2 separate regions of the Anas platyrhynchos genome follow, and region 1 is linked to region 2. A link is a contact called in public Hi-C data. All regions are on one chromosome and are shown on one strand. Each heading gives the region's core, a stretch centred on a gene start, on an enhancer-like site or on the middle of the called end of the contact. The rest is flanking DNA. Distances are from core to core; before and after follow the strand shown. Region 1 has its middle 29 kb from the start of JCAD. Region 2 has its middle 31 kb from the start of MAP3K8.

What was found. A called contact is a pair of places that touch in the nucleus more often than the background predicts.
Region 1: a Hi-C map of skeletal muscle shows a contact between it and region 2, with 4 times the contacts expected there. The contact joins two enhancer-like sites. A contact is called at or near these places in 3 of 8 Hi-C or Micro-C datasets (liver, skeletal muscle and subcutaneous adipose tissue).

What each region holds. Positions count from the first base shown.
Region 1 is chr2:143,593,461-143,599,675 of IASCAAS_PekinDuck_T2T, reverse strand. No RefSeq gene overlaps it. Among named protein-coding and RNA genes, the nearest start is that of JCAD, 29 kb to the left of the region's middle. Within about 2 kb of position 3,560, at least 1 of the 8 cell types and tissues checked has an H3K27ac peak or open chromatin away from gene starts, as enhancers often do. A contact at or near this core is called in subcutaneous adipose tissue, where this site is marked.
Region 2 is chr2:143,531,393-143,537,995 of IASCAAS_PekinDuck_T2T, reverse strand. No RefSeq gene overlaps it. Among named protein-coding and RNA genes, the nearest start is that of MAP3K8, 31 kb to the left of the region's middle. Within about 2 kb of position 2,200, at least 1 of the 8 cell types and tissues checked has an H3K27ac peak or open chromatin away from gene starts, as enhancers often do. A contact at or near this core is called in subcutaneous adipose tissue, where this site is marked.

The DNA of each region.
Region 1 (6,215 bases), core at 2,311-4,810, 60 kb before region 2:
GCTATGGCCACTTTTTGGTTCTAATAGAAAAACGCCAGGTTTCTGAATGTTGGAAATTATCTTTGTGTGTGGGTGGTGGTGCTGTGTCGCTTTTGTTCCAGGGTACTGGGATTGTGTAGCTGGTAGTGTTTGAAGAGAAGCTTACAGCATGGGAAAGAAAAAGCAAATGCATTGGAAAGGGCAGAGGCAACATGCCATGAGGATGACCACGGCATGGCCAGGCCCAGCACCTTGTGGTGCTGCACGAGGAGCAGAGGAAATTGCATGGAACCCCAGGCTGTACATGGAAAGAAAAGCAACACGAGGAAGGACCACGAGGCTGCACGGTGCCCCTCTGGGTATTTATTTTCATGGCTTTATTTGTCCTTTGCCACACTGCTGTTGATGCACCTCACAGCACCGGACCGCTGGCAGTCTCCTGGTGCTGGCAGCTTCCACAACCATCCCTCACGAGCTGCCGTGCGGGTCCTGCTGTCATTTCTCTCGGAGGGGAGAGGAGGCCAGCCACATCAGCACCACCAGCACCAAACCCAGTCATACTGGGGGCCCTGGCTGCCTCCGGCATGGAGCCACCGAGCCCTGGGGCTGCACAGCTGCTGGCCGCGGCTGGCAGCTGCCCTGCTTCTGTGAAATGGGGAAGAAAAGTAACTATTTGTTCTGCCTGAGCATATATCAAACAGATGCAGCTTTCCCCCTTTGACTACTGCTTCTTAACCCACCCCTTTTCACTGATATGGTTAATGCGACAGACCAAAAAAGCAGTTACATTGGCACGGCTACTGCGAGTGGGTAGCAGGCATGGCCATAATCCCTGCTGGCAGAAAAATTACAGCATCGAGCTTCCACCTTGTGAAAAACACCGAGAGACAGCCCAGAGTAGCCTTTTGGATAAAAAAAGCATGCATGAGACGGAAATGAGGGGCTGGTGATGGGAGAGGAATAATGCATTTTCTCTTTCCAATTTTACGAAATGAAGTTGCAACGTAAATGTTTCAGGGCTATAGCAACGGGAGGGGAAGCGCGCCCAGGTATGAAGCATATGAAACATCTCATGGAAAAGAATAGCTGAGAAGTGCCATGCAATAACAAAACTTCAGCTTCACATCTGTTCTGAAACACGTAAGCCGTTTAAAAATCCACTGGGCAGTTCCTGCTGCCAAGTCGGGATGTGCTGGGCCGTATGTTAACACTGTTCTCTCTGCAGCCAGCTACTGAAGCCTCAAAGCAAAGCGTGCTGCCCCTCGCTGCGGGTCTCCTGTGTCCTGTTGCTGCTCGGTGTCCCAGATGGCGCTGATGTTAGAGGAGAAGCTGTGCTGCAAGGAGCTGCAGTTGGTGCTGCGCTCTGTGCTCCCATCTCCGATAGCCACCGCGCAACAGGACAGCAGTGGTGCAGCTGTCACCCCTCATCAGCATCCCCGCGCTGAGGAGAGTGCTGGAGTTTGCTTTAATCATCTCCACCATCGCGTGTGGCCACAGAAAGTCAGCCGTGATCAACCTCAGCGCACAGGCGGCTGCTGCCGTGCTCCTCCATCACCACGGCAGGGGCAGAGCAGAGGTCCCGTGGGATCCGGCCCATTTGCCTCTGGGATGCTGCACTCGCATCTCCTGTCTGTTCTTCTCCATCAGTTTCCTCCACAGTGGTTTCTGCTGCCCCACTGGGCTGTCCCCATAGCAGGGCTGGCCTTGGAGATCTTTGCTGCACCTTCTTACTTACAGTGTTAGATGGTTTGTGGGGTGAGCAGCTTGAGATGTGACCCAAAAGAGAATGCAGCCTGAACCAAGTATTTTAACAGCCCAAATTTACTCTTTCACTTTCCTCTCTTCCCCCTGGGAAAGCTTGCAGAAGGAACAGGGATTAACCCACTGGGTTAATTAATAGAGAATGACACCATCCAAATCATCTTCTGATAAAGAGAGAACAAAAATACCCTATGGGACACCTCCCACTTTCTGGTCAAGTCTACAAGCAGGACCCTCTCTCTCTTTCCAAGTTAAACCTGCGTTCTCCAGAGCATGGTATTTAATTTAATTCTTTCAATAAGAATCACAAATTGTCAGGGGTGTGGGCTTGCAAACAGAGACCTGCTTTTCTGCCCGTTTGGAGGATTTAGTGTGACCATCGTGCCATCTGCATCCCTTGCCTTATACACCTGCTTTATGCCAAACAAGGCCAAATTTGCCAAATTTTTGCTCCTTATTTATGCCCTGGAGCAGTGGGTAACGTTTTCTTGGACAGAAAATCTTCCCAGCTAGCAGTGCCCAAAATCCAGCTGTCCCACCATGGCTGAAACTACAGAAGGATGCAAACTCAAAAAAGAGCTGAGAAGGGAAAAAGTGCCAGCGTGGGGCAGAGGGGCGGATTTTGGCACCCAGATGGAAGGTGGGGAGCAGTCTGGTTCCCAGGGTGATGTGGGTACATGCAGAGAGGCACAGGGAGGGGGGGCCTTGTGCCTCTCATCATCAGCTGGGGTCTCTGCGGATGGATGGGCAGGCGGAGGCCAAAACGATATTTCTGAAAAAAAAACCTGCTGTGGTTTTTAATGCAGGGAGTCTTCTTCTGCTTGAGGGGGCAAACATAAAAGGCAGAGGAACATTTTGGAAAAAACTGTCATTTCAGAGCATGCCTGCTCTGCTGAAGCGTGAGGCTGGAGTGCTGGGAGGCGGCGGTGCCCGGGTACCACACGCACGGCCCTAAAATCGGCGCAGCCTCTCCCCCCCAGAGTGCTGCTGGTACTTCAGCTGTTCATTTTTTTACAGCACCGGCAGCACGTCGTGCAGCTGAAAGCTGCTCTCATCTTCCATTAGCACATTTTAACATCATTAATCTTTCAGGGAAATCCTGTGGTGTTGCAAGTCACACGCCGGGTAGCAGATTAAATTTGGGTGTTTAAGCGGCACCATTTCACCTTTCCACCACAACAGCGTGTCAATGGTACCCCTGTCTGGGGATCTGACAACGTCAGCAGTGGCTTGAGCACTCGGGTTGGGAAGAGGTTAATGGAAAACCTTCACCAGAGCTCTCCTCCTCTGGAAAATGAAGCTGAAGTTTTCAAGGATACGCCGCAGAGGTGTCAATGTGCAAGCCCCGCGCGCTTTGGAGAGCGAAGCACAAAGCCGCGGGCATGCCGCAAAGCCAACTCTTCCCACAGGCACTGAGGAGGAGGATTTAGAAATAAGGTGCTGGAGGTGGGAGGAAAAGGAAGAGGAGGAAGGTAGAGATATATGGGTTAGGATTACATGTAATCATTGCTGTTGAGATCATATTTTCTGGAGAATACTGTAGAACAGGATACATATATATACTGTGAGCACTGCAGAGATTAACAGAAATTTGCATACCTGCTATAGGAACTCCATGAATTTCAGCAAGTGGCAGGGTGCCATGGGGTGGAACAACCCCAGGTACTGACACGTGCTGGGGGAAGAAAGATCTGCAGAAAGGACCTGAGAGTCCTGATGGACACCGAGATGAACGTGAGCCAGCGGTGTGCCCTTGCGGCACAGAAGGCCCACAGCCTCCTGGGCTGCTTTAGCAGGGTGCTGCCAGCAGGTGGAGGGAGGAGATCCTTCCCAACAGCATGGGTGAGGCTATCTGTGAAGTCCTAAATCCAGTTTGGGGCCAGAATGATGCAAACATACCACAGCAAATCCAGAGAAGTGATGTGAAGGTGTTAATTAGAGTATCTCTTAAACAGGGGGGAGCTGAGAGATCTGGGACTGTTCAGCCTGGGGAAGAAAAGGCGCAGAGGGGATCTCACCACTGTGTATAAATACCTGACAGAAGGGTTTAAAGGGCACAGAGCCAGGCTCTTTACAGTGGTGGCCAGTGACAGGCAACGAGCACTGACCAAAATGTAAGAAATTTCATTTAAGCACAAGAAACAAAAACTCTGTGAGAGTGGTTAAAGAGGAGAGCAGGCTGACCAGGGAGGTTGTACAGGATTCATCCTCAGACATCCAAAACCAGCTGGACATGGCCCTGGCCAACCTGCTCTAGCTGCTAGGTGACGAGATGCCCTCCAGAGTCCCAGCCAGCCTCAAACATACAGTGATTACTTGTTACCCAGCTCCAAATTGATGTGGTTTTTATCTCTCCATTCATTTGTTGGTACAAGGACTTTTTTAGTGAATGACAGAAGAACTTTCTGTTGGTAAGGAGTATCCAATGACCTGGGCTTTACCAGCTCTCAGCCCAAGTGGAAAAGTCTGTAGATCTTCACAGGGATGAAATGGTTCTGCCACACGTGCTTAACAGGGCTTGGAAAAAGTACTCTGAAATAATGAGAATTTTATAGGAAAACGCCATGGAACAAATTTTTCTGGTTCATGTTTACATGCGTATGAAGAAACCTTCTGGAAATAATCCATTTCAATTTCAATTTTGGAGAAATCAGTGGAGAGAAAGTTTTCCCAGCTTGCTTGGAACCTCAGCAAAGCCCTTTCCAACCAATAGCCCCATGCTCAGCCTCAGGAAGAAACGGCAGGCAGGCTGGCTCAGAGAGTGCTTTGGTGCCTTTGACTTGTGCTTCTCCAGCAGCAGCTATTCCTTGTTAAAATTATATATATATATTTTGCACAGGAGCCTGCAGCCTCACACTGAGAGAAAGATGCTGAGACGAGGCAGGGAGTGCTGATGTCGGGAGGTCTGTGGCAGGCAGAACAGATGCATAGCTTCATGCTGAGAGAAATCACCTCCCTGTATGAGCTGCCTCTGGTATCCCTCCCACCACTCCTGGTGGCAGCCGCCTTTCTGGAAAGTGAGTCCACCACACGTGAGAGGTAATTTATCTTCTCCTTTTAGGAGATGTTTTTGCTGGCAGAGCCAGGCACCTTCTTTGCTCTTCAAGGTTTTCCAAGCACTGTGGTGGATTATTTCTAAACACACTTCAATAAAACCCACCAACTCACTTGTTGCTTGGCTGGGGGCTCACGGGTGGGTGGATGTAATCGGCTCCATTGCCTGTTTGACCCTCAGCTGGTGCAGGTGGCCATATCCCGACCAGGGCGACCTGCACCCAGTGGCACCACGTCCACCCTGTGGCATCACGTGCAACTTCCAACAGCAATGAGGAGGGCTGGGGTGCAGCTAAACAGTAATGTTTTTTGACAGGAACAGCAGCATGAAGTTCAGTCTTCTGTGCTGCGCTGAAGTCATCCAAAATTATGATCTACAGCATCTCCCCACCCACCGGGTTGCTACTCTTGGGAGCAGACCACCCAATCTGTCTTTCTCAGCACATCGCAGGCTCCTGCAAGACCACGTCCACGTGCTGTCTGGATGCACTGCAAGACAGGGAGCTTTCCAACCCACTGCCTTTGCCATCATCAAGGACTGGTTATGGTTAAAGTCATGCAAATAACTTTTTTTTTACTATTACTGTTGGAAGTAAACTCAAAATTTCTGAGGCAGAACTGAGCAGGCAAGGAGCTATGGAGCAGGAAGGCAGCAAGCAGTGTGTGGAAGATGGGAGGTGTTTCTTTGCCATCTTCTGGCTTTTCAGGATCTGTCTTCTCCCAGAACGTGCAGAAAAAGCATAGCTTCTATCTAGGGCATGGACGTAATACCAGGAAAGCATAAGTGTTTGTCCAGAGTTTGGTCCAGAGGTGAGCAGGACAGAGCAGGAGGAGATGGCACACAGCCTGGGCTGGGCTCCTGTGCCTTTTATCATCATGCACAGCACAAAGCATGAGGCAGGGAAGCTGAGGGGGCCACAACCTGCTTCAAGATCCAGGTGCTTGCAGCAGGTTGATCCCAGCCCCTGTCCATCACCGTGCCCATTTTCACTGTGACGTGGGGTGCGATACGGAGCCATCCTCACATTGTCCGTCTGTGCTGGCTGGGGTTGAAAAACAAAAGAAATCTCTTCAAGCTGCGTAAATGCCTTAAAAGGAAGCAAACAGAATTAGCAGTTTTCATGCTGTCAGCGTGGGGAGGGATTTTTTCCCTCCAGTGCTATACCAAGAGAAAACGTGCTTTGCGTCACATTCCCAGCAGGGCTCCAGCAGCACAGCAACGCTTCTGCAGACTTTGCAGAGATGTAAATGCAGGGATCGGGCCCTTTTCACAGTCATGGATTCATTCCCTTCCCTGGGCCAGAACAAAACTTCCTAAAACTGACAGAGCCGTCCCCAAATCCCCCAACCCGACCCCCTCTCGAGGAGCAGCGTCTCTGAGCGGTGAAGCCTAACTGGCAGAGGGAGGCAGCGCCGAAGCC
Region 2 (6,603 bases), core at 951-3,450:
AATAGTGGTGACAGGAGAAAGAGAATTACATTTATTTTTCTGAATACCAATTAAAAAAAAAATAAAAAGAAAAAAAGAAAAAGAAAAAAGAAAAGGTTAAAACTTCCCAGACTGGTCTGAGCTTTCGGTGGAGCCTGAAGAAAGCAGCTGGTGCAACTGCAGGTATCATCAGCAGGGCGAGGGCCGGGTCATCTGCCTCCAGGCTGCCTGGAGGCTGCCCATCCAGATGCAGAGATCAAATATTAAATTGCTGACATAGACTCCGAATGGCCAACACTCAGCTTTGCAGCTTGTGGGACTCTCCTTTGTCCTTTTTTTTCCCAGTATGTTGTCAGGACACAGTTAATATCAGCAGTTTTAACACGTCCTTCAGGGTGCCAGCCAGCACCTTGCCTGGGCTGGGAGAGGGAGGCATTTGAGCCCAAGCCCCTGGTTTTGGCAGAAGACTTCTTTCTAGCTCAGGAGGAGATCCTCAGCCCTGTCAGAGCCTGTGAGCACTTCCACTGGTAGGAGAAGTGGGTGATGCAATCCCGACCTTTCCTCAGCAAAGCCTCTGCGGCCTTACCCGAAGCCGTGCTGCTATCAGGCTGGGGACAATGCCGATGCACTTCCCCGTGGTGCTGCACGGCGATGTCCTGCTCACTGAGCCTTGCAAGGGGTTGCAGGGGGCAGTGAACCATCTGAGGTGTCCATTTCCTTCAGCTCCATTTGAAACCAAAACACTGTCATCTAGACCACAGCCTCTTCTTTCTGTCTCACGGGGCACGATTTCATCCAGACGCTCACTGAATGACATGGGGCTGTGGGGTGTATGAGGACAACATGCTGTTTAGAGGGGGGTACAGGGAAATGAAGCCGTGAGGACCGTGAAGACTCACTTCTATGCTGCAGAGAGGCCACAGATCCTGCCTGTGCCTGCATGCACCCTGGACTCGAGGGAGGAGGTGACCTGCCCTTAGCGAGGTGTGACATCTCCTGAGTCACAGGGAGATCTGGGGCACAGGCACATGTGAAGTCCATGAAATACATCCCTGCAAGCCCATGGAGGTGATGCTGAAGATGATGACTCTGGGGACTGGAGGAGCAGAGGACAGGTTTCACCACCCCAGCAGGATCTGCTGTGCCTGCTGGGAGGCAGAGGGATATCAGAGCTTTTGGGGTGCCACCTCTGCTCCCCTACCACAGCACAGCAAGCAGCAGAGCAGAGGGCAAGCAGGAACATGTAGGAAACAAGCATCCTTGGCCTTGGAAACTTCACTAGGATGCCAAAGCAGCTTAGGTAACTAACCCAAGTGTGATTTCACAGTTGTGTGTGATGGGCCAGAAAAAAAAAAAAAAGAAAAAAAAGAAAAAAAAAAATTACTCAAACCCTTTCTAAAATTCATCTGGAACTGAAACTCTGTGCATGTTGCCTGACAACAATGAATCATAGAGGTCATTTACACAGAAAAACAAGTTAATCGTGTTTACAGCATATAATGAGGAGATACACCTCCCACAGCTTCCCTAGGCAGTACCTTAACACCCAGAATGGTGTCATCCTTGCAGAAATTTGTTACTGTATATAATACTAAATTTAATTTTTCTTGGTTTCTTCAATCTTGCAAGCAGGAGTGTCCCCCAGAGGTGGAGATGTGCTAGGGTGAGGACTCACGGGTGGGAAGGCAGCGTGCTGTGCCCCGAGTGAGCTTTTATTCCTGCACAACATGCCAAAGGATGCTCTGGGCACTGTGGTGTTGTTCTGGCCAGCTGGCCAAGCTCTGGTTACTTAGCCAAGATTATTTGCCCCACTGGCAAGCAGAGGTCCTCCAGCTGCCTCTATATCCCTGCCCCAGCATGCCAGAGCCATGCCTCAAAACAAATATTGATATACTGCAGCTTACTGCCTCTCATGGAGGGAACAGGAATGATGGCCAGAGCTGAAGAGGCCCAGCTATAGCCCCAAGCTACAGCCTCTTCCCCCTGGGGATATGCACAGGCAAGGGAAGTTAGCCTGCTATGCTGGCACTGTACAGGGCAGTGCTACAATATTATTTAAGGTCTTTCCTGCTTTCTCTGACTGACATTTTTGCAGATCAGCTGAGGTCCAGGTCAGCCCCATTCCTTTTGGGACAGCCTGAGTCCCTAAACCCTGTGCAAAGCCTCAGACTCCAGCTCCGTTTGAAAGCTTCTATCGCCATCTAGTGATGTTTTTGGTAGAGGAACATTTTCGGGAACTTCACGGCTGGCACCAGCCAGTTCCATCCACTAGAGCCCAGAACGGGACAGGGAACAAACGAACGAACGAATGAATAAAGACTGACTGAGAGCAGGGCTACTGCAACTGCTGTCGCCTTTAGTTTTGCGATGTGCCAGGTCCCTGCTAGCCTCTGGGAATGTCATCTTTCCAAAATGTGGCTGAGGCTGCGCAGATGGCCAGGATGGCACAGGGTGCTACTGGTGGGAGCAATGCCCCATAGATGCTGAGCCCACTCGGTAATTCTTTGCTCAGTGGGCAGCCACCAGCCACCGATTAACATCCAGGACAAACCTTTATAAAGTCATCAAATACAAGATGTGATGCAGAGGAGAAGCATAAACCACAGGGCAGTTAAAGGTTCTCTTTGTAAAAATGAACTCACTAAACTGATCCATAGAAAATGATGAGCTACCAGTCCTCCAGTGATACAGATTCATTCACTGCAGCCGAATTTTCTTAAATGGAAAACTTTAAGAGATGCCCTGAGATATTTGTGCAGCAGGAGCAGGAGGATCCACAGTCACAAGATCAAAAAATATATATATATGTAAAAAGGTTAAATAACACCATCACAGGTTTGTTGGCTCTGTCCTTCGATGCAGATGTGTGGCAGCCACAGGCTGCCTCTTCACGAGGTGTCACACGAGTGTGTCTCTGCTGCAAAGCTGGGACAAGGGACCCTTTGCCCTTCTCCAGGCACTTGTCCCCATCCACATGCAGACCACATCTCCCTCTCACTCCTACTTGGAAATGGATCTGACTAAAAAAGGATCTCACAATGAAACTGAACGAATCTGGGAGCAAGCAGGCAGGGATGGGGAGCTCCAATCCCAAACCTGCAGAGTGTGGTGGAAAGGCACCCTGACAAACGTAGCTTATCTTTTGCCTTCCTCTTGGTTTTAAAATCCAATTTCATTTTCCTGGAACTTTTTCTTCCTTTCTAGTATCTTCCTTCCTCTACGTCACCACAGGGCACCCGAGTGCAGCTGTGTGCTCTCGCTCGTGCTGCTGGCCGGGTGGTACCGAGAGGTCTCCAATGGGCACATCCCCGCAGCTGATTCACCGTGCTGTTGTGCAAACGCCATCAGCACTTTCTTCTCTCTGTGCCGCTGCTGATACACAGCTTTTCTACTTCTCCCTTTCGTTCTTGGTCTCACTTTCACCCAAACGGCTTTTGCCATTCACTACCAACACCCAAAACTTCACTGGGCGTGAGTCAGCCCCCGGTTCCCTTTCCATGCGGTGCTGGAGGAAGCAGATATTTGCCGTGGCATGCTGAGATCAGCTCTGCTCAAGTGTTGGGGCCATAATTACTGCACAGGGGTGATCAGTCTGAGAAGGTCTGCGCTGCCCTTTTGGCCTGCTTTTGCTCATTTTTCAGCTCCCCAGGTTTCGCCCAGCCTGCTTGCACGTGTGCTCTGAGCAGCCTTCTGCTGCCGCCTAAGGACTTGGTGACTTCACCCCAGCTGTTTCCCCAACACCCAGCTGCCTCACAATCTGTGAAAAATACAAATACAATCAATATAGAAACATAAGATACAGATAATATACAGATAATATTTTGCTTAACGGCTGAGGCTTGAATGGTTTTTGCTGGCGCTCCACCTCAGAACTGGAGCTGTTGTTCCTTTGTAATTGTATCAGATTTGAAAAGAACATTTATGGAACCACATTTTACAACCAAATGGGAAGTAATGATCATGATCCTTTTTTTTTTTTTTTTTTTGCCTTGGGAGAATTCACAAACTTTATGGTGAGGCTTTCTTGGACTTTCCAGTGAGGTCACTCGTGGTGGAAGGGAGGGAACAAAAACACAAAAGCTGGGATAAAAATAAATAAGCTGAGGGAAGTCACCAGTAACCCTTGAAAACAAGGAGAGATGCAAAGAGAAATTGAATTGAAAAAAAAAAAAAAAAAAAAAAAAGGTTTATTCACTGTTACCAGAGCTGGACTGGTTTACAACATTTATTGATGTTGTAATCTTGGTCAGAATTTTAAAACAAGAGCTCTTGGACCTCCTTTAGCTTGTGTCATCCTTTTTATGTAGTATTTTAGAAAATGAACTCACTGCCAGAAACTGTCCGATAGGTGCAGGGGATTTCCAGTGGATTTCAAACCAGTAGCACTGAATAGTTTTAAAACATTAGCTTCATACTCAAAAACCACAAGCCATTTACCAGTGAAATCTCTTTTTGAGGTCTTTCAAAACAAACACGTTGACTACCTCCGTTTAGCCTGAAGAGATCAAAAGTTTGGACACTGTCCATTCATTCTGAAATACACAAGAAAGCAGCCTACAGACCAACATTTACTCAGGACTCCTCCAACATTGGTAAAATAACTCTAACAAATGAAACTACACCTCTGCCGATTCACTGGTGATTTTTTGGTCAGAAAAATAATTTTCTGAATCCTTCTCGAGCACTGATTTGGCTCTTGGTAGGAAGGCAACAAGGCTGAACCTGCTTGTTCCTCTCCTTGCACAGGAAATAATGCAATTATTCCTCCTGCATTCAGAAGCCTGAGCTGTGCAGGCTTCTCAAAGCATCACAGTGCTTTAGTGGAAGTAATACTTACGCTGTGATATAAGTGGTTTTTAGAGTATGTGCTGTAGGAAAGGAGGAAAAGGACTGAAACCAGCATAGGAAGCCAACTGGTGGTCTGTGACCATGTGCACCATGGTCACTGCCCTGCACCATCCTGAAACCAGGCAGTGGTGTGCAGCACGGTTCACCACTGCAGTGTGGACCATTACCCAAGCATGGGCCACCGCTCCAGCTCAGGTCCAGGAGGGTGAGCAGCACCAGGAGCTCCCTACAGGCACCCTCCAAAACCCCGCTGCAGCCCAGTGGTTCTGCGCCAACAGAGCACAGGAGGCAAACCTCACATCATTTGTGACTTTTGAGTTTTGGAAGGCTTATCCAGCATATGGTATGGGAAGGTTTCAAACACAGCACTTGTTCTCAGAGCTCATTTTGAGGGAAAAGTAGTGTGCACTTGGTTTTGACCTAGCATGAAGACCTATGTACTGCTATAAGTGCAATTTGCTGAATGCATTGGTGTTATGTGATGAGCACATGCCAGTAAGGACAAATGAAGTCAATATCTATGTGTGCCGCTCAGATGGGAAGATAATACACCTGGCATGAATCAAAACTCACCCCAGCCTAGAGGTTATTATCACCATCTGACCATATAAACATCCCCTTGCTTGTACAGCCACACAGTCCACTTGCTTGTACGGGCCACACAACACTGTGACTGACTGACATATTAAACAGGAACTATGGGTTTCCCAGAAGCTCATGCCACTTCTTTGACAACTGTGCAAGGACTTAAATATATATGGAGTGCATGCCGGTATCTCCCTCCTTCATCTGCAGGCAGGACTGTGAAGGCTGAGCAGGGCGGTTTTCTGTGTTTTGGTTTTCTTTTGCAACAAAAGCAAACAGCTTTGCTTTTGTTGGCAAGGGGTTCCTGTTCCAGGTGAAGAGAAATCATGCAGTGAGGAGCCGCCTTCTCTCAAAAAGTTTATTAGTTTATAAAAAATGGCCAGGAAGTTCCTCCCTGCCTGGCTATAATGCCGCTTCCTTCAGCCTGCAAATTAAAACTGCCCTTTGGCTGCTCTGCTTTGTATACAGTGCAGTGCTTATTAAATAACATTTGACTAAAAAGGATCTGGAAAATCAAATAGAGTTTACAAATAGTTGATAGTGATAAAGGAAGCTACATAAAGATAAGCGCTTTCATGTTTCAGTGGAAACAACAAGACCTATAAAAATAATCTTCAGTATACAATGTCATTTCCTTGAAGTATAAACCACCGGTCCTGTCTTCTACAAGCCTGGAGCTTAGATCTCAATAAAAGTCATACACAAACCACTTCTTTGCCACTGGCATGTTAGCAAACGCTTTTACTTGCAGTGGTTTCTGCTGAAACGAGTCCTCAGTCATTTGAAGTCTTCCAAATCTTTTCACTAGTAAGATTTTTTGTAACTGTGTTGGTTTAAGGGTCACTACACCTCAGCGCCTGTCATTAGCAGCTGATTTTAGAAGCAGCTCTTAAATTGGTGTAAGTTTTTACAGACTTTACTTTGCCTTTTTCTGAGTGACATTTAGAATTTATTTATTTATTTATTTATTTTTCCATAATTTGAGCAATAATGGATTATTTCTATTTAGGACCAAATGAAAATCATATGTTTCCCATTCAGACTGTTTAGGATTGAGGTGGGGATGAGTTGGCAGTGGGAAGATGGAAGCGTCTCCAGTGGTTTTGCGTGCTGGATTGTGTGAGAACAGCATCCTGACGTTTTATGTGTAGGTGAGCTCACCATCTGGGCAGTCTGTGTTTGGGAATTGGT